Linked DNA regions of Mus musculus: region 2 is linked to region 1. Evidence: chromatin contacts called from public HiChIP or PLAC-seq data. All regions are on one chromosome and are shown on one strand. The core of a region is the stretch at or near the end of the contact, and the rest is flanking DNA. Distances in the headings are between cores, read along the strand shown. Region 1 overlaps Gm973 (predicted gene 973). Region 2 overlaps Nop58 (NOP58 ribonucleoprotein).

Region 1 (3,930 bases), core at 721-3,220:
CCTAACTACAGAGTCATCTCTCTAACCCTTTGTTTAACTTTGGAAACAGGGTCTGTCTCTATAGCCCAGGCTGGCCTTGAGTTTGTTTGCTGCACACCATAGCCTTTTAACTGCCAGAATTCCAGGCAAGTGCCATCAGAAACCTTTCACAAACTTTTCAGGTGATGGCTGGCTGTGGGGGTGGGGGTGGGGGTGGGGGTGGTGCACATCTTTAATCCCAGCACTCATGAGGCAGAGCCAGGTGGATCGCTGGTCTACAGAGCAAGTTCCAGGATGGCCACGGCTACACAGAGAAACCCTGTCTTAAAACCAAACCAAACCAAACCAAACCAAACCAAACCAAACCAAACCAAAACGTGTAGGTGCTTCTGAAGTGCACTAACGTTTCAGAACCACTGATCTAGGAAGTAACTAGAATTGACCTTTTATCCTTTCCTTGGGCTTTGGGACTGTTTCCCCAGTCTGCCCAGATTTGGAGGTTGCTGGTGAACCTTATCTTGTGGAAACTTGCAAAAGAATTCTAAGTCCTCTCACTAGATCACTCATACTTTTTTTAAAAAATGTACTAATGTGTGTGTGTGTGTGTATATATATGCAATCCATGTAATACTGGTGACTGAACCCAGGGCCTCACACATCCTAGAAAGTGTTATAACACTGAGATGTATCCCTAGTATCTGGCTCACTCCTTATAATAAACCGTGCAGGTCACTACTGAATTTAAAGTAGGAAAAACAACATGACCATTAAGACCAAAGGGGAGAATTGTTCTTTAAACAGCTAAAAGCACTTCCTTGGAATTTCCTTCTTCTTGCCTTCCAAGACCGGAAAGCCTTTCTAAAAATTAGCATTTGTCATTGAGACAGGCACAGGCCTCCGGTGACTTTCTGCAGTGGCATTTCATTGCATTGAGAATGTCTGGCTAACCTCCGAGGACTCGGCCGGAGCCGGCCCTGGCGTCATGAGACAGGAAATCTGTTTTGACTGACTCAGTCATGGCTTAGCTTGGGCCATGTTCTGTGGTGCCTAAAGCCCCCGCTGCACTTGGCTAAGACGCTGGAGCCTGCCAGGGTTCGCATTCTGGATCTGTGATTTACAACAGGGACAATCTGAAGATCAGGGTACATTTTCCTGGCTAGTGTCACTCAGCTTTGAGCATGGAGGTGACAGAGCCTCATGTTAGAAGAATTCTTGCTTAAAATCCTGACCAACCTAGGCCTCATACTCCCAAAATATATTCTTATCAGATACCCACAAAGAATGACATTAAATATCAGTATAGGGCTGGAGAGATGGCTCAGCGGTTAAGAGCATTGGCTCCTCTTGCAGAGGTCCTGGGTTCTATTTCCAGCAAGCACATGGTGGCTCACAACCATCTGTAAGTAGGGTTGCAGGGGATCTGACGCCCTCTGTTGGTCTCCTCAGGCACTGCATGCACATGATACACAGACGTACATGCCGGTAAAACACCCATACACAGAAAATAAAAATAAATACATTTAGAAATAATAAAATCAGTATAAAATTATTTTTGAGTAGGATGGGAAGAAACAGTGGAAGATAAACAGGAAAGATCAAAACCTTCCACTTAAGGAGGCAGAGTCAGTGTTGTTTCACAGTTTGGTAGTGACCACAGAGGGAAGATATTAATTTGCTGCAATGTCCAAATTGAGGTTGGTATTTATTAAGGGACATCATTTTTTTTTTTCGTTCCTCATCACCGCTTAAAGAGTAAAGTTCTTTTACCAGTCCCTGAGGCAGAAAAGGATGCCAGGCGTGGAGAGGTGAAGGTGCTTGTAGCCTGCTACACAGTTCAGGTTCAGTTTAGTAGCACAGACCTGCAGCTGGGCATGCATTCGCTTGTGACTTTAAGGGGCCAGGAAAGAAAAAAGGCGCCCTCTCTGTGAGTCACATGGTTTAGGTTTCAGAGCCCAGGCTGGAGTTCAGGCCCGCTTGCTCCCTCTGCTGTACATTGTGTAGCAACAATAAGCACATGGCTTCTGTCTGGCCTGGAACCCACCCTTAGAAATGTAAGTGGGGCTGGAGAGATGGCTCACTGGTTAAGAGCATTGGCTTCTCTTCCAGAGGTCCTGAGTTCAATTCCCAGCAACCACACGGTGGCTCACAACCATCTGTAATGGGATCTGATGCCCTTGTGATGTGGCTGAAGATAGCAACAGTGTACTCATATACAGAAAATAATCTTGAATGAAAGAAAGAAAGAAAGAAAGAAAGAAAGAAAGAAAGAAAGAAAGGTAAGGGGTTTTCACTTCTGCAAGAAGCAATGACACCCACCTTTAATGCTAATAAGAGGCAGGGGCGGGGGCAGGGGCAGGGGGATTTCTGTGAGTTCCAGGACAGCCAAAGTCACACACTGAGACTGTCTTAAAACACACAAGCAAAACTAAAACTAAAACCGAAACTGAAACCATACCAAACCAAAACTAGAAGCTATAATGGGTAAGGAACAGTCCTGCTGCCAGAGCCCAGTGGGGTAGTAATATGCCTAGGTGCCCACAAAAGCATTGAGAGCCTAATTCAGTCTCTGAGCTATGAACTGTGAGTGCCTCCACACCCAGTGGCCCCAGGCTCAGTATTTCTTAGAACTACTACCACCCGTCATGATCAATATAAACTTGTTTTTGAAGGAAGCCTCCACCAAGGCACACTGTTCGTTTGAGAAAGGATCTCTCTGTAGTGCTGGCTGTCCTGGAACTAAGGAGACCAGGCTGGCCTTGAACTCCCAGAGATCTACCTATCTTTATCTCCCAAGTGCTAGGATTAAAGACCTGTGCCTCTTTGGCATTCTTGCCAGCCAGGGCTCTGGTCGACAGCAGCTAGGCCTCTAAAGAGAAGGTCCTGCTTTCTCGTACCAGCATGTCTGTAGGCATGGAACCCTAGCCGCCTCACCAGCATATGCACACCTCCATGAAAGCAGGAGGTGGAGAAGGGTGGATGCTTGGGGTGGGGGTGGGGTTTGTGTCTGTCCCCGAAGTCTCTACTCTTGTCTCAGTCTGCAGTCTCCAGCAGGAAAGAAATCTTTAAATAATGGAAGAACAGAAAACATGTCGCTTGCATTTGCATTCGACAGACAGAGGCCTCTGCTTCTAACTTCCAGTTCATGCTTTGAAGGGACATGGAAAGACTTCTCTGTTAATGGGTCTGAACAACACCGAGTTCTATCTGGGCAGTCCCAGTGAAAGGATTCACGAATCGCCAGCTCACTCTACCTTGGCTGTCTTTGGCATTTCCTCTGAGGGGTCCTCCTGGTTCTTCATGAGAGTCAAGTTCACTTCCACGTTCCTATTGGGTTAACACACAAAAGAATAATGAGACAAAATAAATGCAAACTCCCCTGTGTCCATGCCCTTCCGGTAGAGTGTGGATTTTTGAGACAGGGTGTCCTTATGTAGCCCTGGCTGTCCTGGAGCTCACTCTGTAGACCAGGCTGGTTTTGAACTCACAGAGATCCAATTTCCTCTGCCTCCTGAGTGCTGGGATTAAAGGCGTGTGCTACCATTATCCAGTGCTGCTGAGGACTATAATCAGGATGTCTTCCCATGCCAGGCAAGTGCTCAGCTGCAGAGCTACCATCCCCAGCCTGTCCTCTCTGTCAGTTTCTTTCAGCATAAGCGTCCAGAGATAAGTTTTAAGGAGCCAGGTGGGGCTTTAGTCCCGCTGATCGAGAAGGGAAAAAGGATGGCACAGGCCAGCTGCTGGGAGGGTGTGGAGCACCTCTAGGGACTTGACAGAACTGGCAAGCGAGTAAAGGCTGAGAGGAGGGGGGAGCTTGGGGAGGAGCCACAGCCTCTAAGGCAGGGGAAGGGTTTCTTTCTTTATCCTGAGAACAAATACATGACACTGAGGAGAGGCAGGGAAGCCAAAGGGTCGGCTTGGCCTTTGGTGGCGTCCCAGGGTTACCATGGGTTG
Region 2 (3,930 bases), core at 487-2,986, 89 kb before region 1:
AATACCACAGCCTTTGTATAATATCGGGATACAGAAAATTATAGAGAAGGCTTCATGTGAGCTAGCAAATCGTGGTATTAATGACATCTGTAGCCCTACAATTGCATACCTCAGGGTGTTATCTTTACATTGCAGAACATTTTCAGTATCTCTAAATAAATAAATAAATAAATAAATAAATACTTTCCTTCTTCAAGACAGGGTTTCTCATTGTAACCCTGGCTGTCCTGGAACTGACTCTGTAGACCATTCTGGCCTACAGAAATCTGACTGCCTCTGACTCTCTAGTGCTAGGATTAAAGGTATGCGCCATCACTGCTGGGCTAGTATCTCTGATTTTTATGAGAAAGAAGCAGTTGTGTTTTCTTAGTGTTGTACTATTTTTAAGCACTATACATAAAACCCTTTGTTACCTGGCTGTCCTGAAACTTCATCTGTAAACCAGACTATCTGGGACCTCAGAGTGCTGGGATTAAAGGTATGTTTCACTGCGGCCTATTAGGATACTACTTTCAACAATCCTAGCATGTTATGGCTCGCTGAATAATACAGATGGCTCAGCAGTTAAGTGTACTGGCTATACAATCATGAGCTGTGGAAGTCTGATCCCTGTACCTACATAACAAGTCAGCAATTCCATGTGTGCCTAAACAAACCTCAGCTGGGAGGCAGAAGGATCAATGAGGTTTGAGGATTTCTGGCCTAGCCCCGGAAACCAGGGGGAGAGTCTGCCTCAAAGGAATAGGAAGAATGAAGGGACACCTGACAGCCTTTTCTGGCCCAATCAGAAACACGTGTACACAGCAAAGTTCTTTCTCAGACCAAAGCAAAGCTATGGGAAGAAATGATCCAACACTGAAGATATAAAGAAAGCCTGCCATAAGTTTTCATTTTTAAAAGAATATAGGCAATAGCCAGGTTGGGGTGGCACACTCTTTTAATCCCAGCACCTCGGAAGCAGAGGCAGTTGGATCTTTGAATTCAAGACCAGCCTGGTCTATAGACCGAGTTCCAGGACAGCCAGAGCTATACAGACAAATCCTGCCTGGAAAAACCAAAAAGAATACACTGGGTCTAATAATTGTATTTTTACCACTTATCAGCTTTATTGATGCTGAGCAAGTTTTTTCTTGAGGGCAACAGCAGCATCTCCCTGACATTAATACTTACACACTTTTAGGACAGATGTATATAAATATGTGTATGTATATGAGTAAGCATACATTTAACTTCTGTACTTACCTGTGGGCCAATCCAAGACACATGGCTGCCATCTCACGTGGTTCTACCCCAGGAATCAAGCCATCCATTTGTGATCGGATTCCTCTCATAAGTTCATTAACAACAGGACTATGGATACAGCTGAGATTCAATTTTTCCTATAAAAACATTCACATTAAATGAAAAATAAGTTTTCTTGAAAATTCACCGTTGTGGGTTTTCAGATATTGTCTTTTAAGAATTCACCAATGTAGCCAGGCAGAGGTGGCACACACCTTTGATCCCAGCACTTGGGAGGCAGAGGCAGGCGGATTTCTGAGTTTGAGTCCAGCCTGGTCAAACCCCGTCTTGAAAAACCAAAAAGAATTCACTAATGTGAATTCACAGGTTCAACTTAAACTCACAGGAACAATCTGCCTCAGTCTCCGGAAATGATAAGTGGAGCCTCCCTCAGCCCTGAAGCAGGCTGCTCCAGACTTTGACCTTGCTGCCAGTGAGAAGGAAATTACCTAAGGTGGAGCCTTCCGACCTAGATGGCTTCTTTTGTTCTGCCAGCTGCCACTGCTCTCTCCAAGACACTGCTACCTGCTGAGAAGCACCTGATACATTCCAGAGGAACATTCTATTCTGCGCATCACCTATAGGCTGGCTCCAGACACCAAGAATGGACTGGAGGGGATGGGCCTTCCCCTTTTATAAGCACACTCTCTTAGGAAACGGAGGGCCTTGAACTGAAACATGTCTCGGCTCCATTAACCTCTCGCAGTCTAAGTCTCTTTCAGCCCCAGCTTGCCTCCCTGGTGTACCTGGTCCTTGTAAGCCACAGGCCGGGATAGAACAGATAAGCATGATCTATCTCATTGGAATCTGGTATTTTAAAACAATATTGATCTCGGGTATAATATATATACTTTTCTCAACTGTACATAGTGTTTGCTTCTAGTATGTTTGTTAAGAAGTTGATGGAAATTAAATAGAGAAACCTTCCAATTACCCTTTTGGCTAGGCTGCATCCCAAGATGCAAAGCATTATTAAATCTGAGGAAGTTTTTTTCTTGCTTGTTGGACTAAGTGGACTACTGCTATTTTATTTGATTTCCAGACTTTTAAAATCTGCACATGTACCTATGTGATTTTTTTTTAAAGAAAAGATTTATTTTATATATATGAGTACACTGTCGTTATCTTCAGTCACCCCAGAAGAGGGCATCAGATTGCATTACAGATGGTTGTTGAGCTACCATGTAGTTTAGTGCGCTTAGCCACTGAGCCATCTCTCTAGCCCCAGCCAAAGGGAGTTTTTGTGCACTAGTTAAGTGCAGGTGCCTTTAAAGGCCAGACAGTATCAAATCCCCTGTAACTGAGTGATGGGTAGTAATGACCTGTGTAATGCTGGTAATGGGATCTGAAGCCCGGTGTATTAAGTGTACTAAGCACTTTTAACCACTCACCCATCATCACTCCAGCCATTTGTTTAGCTTTAAAATTACAAAGTATTGGGCTGGAGAGATGGCTCAGTTAAGAGTGCTGACTGCTATTCCAGAGGTCCTGAGTTCAATTCCCAGCAACCACACAGTGGCTCACAACCATCTGTAATGGGATCCGATGCCCTGTTCTGGTCTGTTTGAAGACAGCCACAGTGTATTTATAAATAAGATAAATAAATCTTAAAAATAATTAAGTAAATCTTTAAAAAAAATTACAAGGTACTCATATACTCACCGGATTTTAACCAAAAGTAACAGCAAAAAGTTTCTATCTTTTCCCTATGGATAAGTGCATCCCTCAAATAACCCTCCCAAAGAGTATTAATGAATAGTATAAACACAGATAACAAGTATCTTTTTGACCCTGGATTTTGTGGCACACAAATTCCATGTTGGAGAAAAAAATTTGTTTTAAAAAACAAAACTGTTTCAATCATAACACTTTCCCTGTCGCATATATTTGTTAATTCCCTCATATAGGCCAATATTTTATAATATCACAAGCAAGTAACTCTAGGCATGCACCACCACAGACCATTTAAGTCCCCTCTGTACTTTATGCCTGCTACTAAAGCTTCCAATCAACTCACTTCTTTACTCAACAGAAAAAAGTTTAAATTCTATGAGGATCATCACAAATGTGAACAGACGGCATGAGTGGCTGGCTTAGAGCTTATATTATCATTTTTGTCCATCTTTATTTTCTACAGTGTACAGGGAAAACGTGTTTTTGCAATTTCTAGTTGAGATTATGCTGCCTAACAGGAAAACATCAACTATGAGAACACATGACAAATACTACAAAGAGCAGGCTTAGCAGCTCTAAAAGGCCTGGAAGAATCATGCCTTGCCCTTTAAGCCACAGCCACAGCCTCAGCCTCAGCCCAACTTTACCTTTATTACCCCTCCTAGTTTAGCATCAGCGACAGCCAGAGGTTCATGGGCTTCTTTTACTATTTTCTTCAAAACTTTCTTCAGCTGTTTATTGATTTTGCCTTCCATCAGAGCTGTGAATGCTTTACAGAAAAACAGAAAATTTTAGAGTTACAACTGAGAACGCTTCTGATGTAAACTTTAAAGGAAAGAAAATATTTCTTTTAAAAGGTATATTTTTAAAAAAATAAAAATTATTTGTGTAAATGTTTTATAAAAAACCAACTCATGGCTAGGCATGGTGGCGCACACCTTTAATCCCAGCACTTGGGAGGCAGAGGCAGTTTCA

Evidence for each region. HiChIP or PLAC-seq counts read pairs in DNA pulled down with a chosen protein or histone mark.
Region 2: an H3K27ac HiChIP or PLAC-seq map of embryonic stem cells shows a contact between it and region 1, with 10 read pairs. The contact joins two enhancer-like sites. A contact is called at or near these places in 2 of 115 datasets of contacts at active chromatin or transcription factors (both in embryonic stem cells) and 1 of 9 other capture datasets (liver).

What each region holds. Positions count from the first base shown.
Region 1 is chr1:59,607,106-59,611,035 of GRCm38.p6, reverse strand. It overlaps Gm973 (predicted gene 973), which reads right to left. Exons shown (of 19, transcript NM_001357842.1): 11 at 3,231-3,303. Among named protein-coding and RNA genes, the nearest start is that of Gm33833, 11 kb to the left of the region's middle. Within about 2 kb of position 1,970, at least 51 of the 459 cell types and tissues checked have an H3K27ac peak or open chromatin away from gene starts, as enhancers often do. A contact at or near this core is called in embryonic stem cells, where this site is marked.
Region 2 is chr1:59,695,772-59,699,701 of GRCm38.p6, reverse strand. It overlaps Nop58 (NOP58 ribonucleoprotein), which reads right to left. Exons shown (of 15, transcript NM_018868.2): 4 at 3,603-3,724; 5 at 1,243-1,379. Among named protein-coding and RNA genes, the nearest start is that of Snord70, 5.8 kb to the right of the region's middle. Within about 2 kb of position 1,736, at least 19 of the 459 cell types and tissues checked have an H3K27ac peak or open chromatin away from gene starts, as enhancers often do. A contact at or near this core is called in embryonic stem cells, where this site is marked.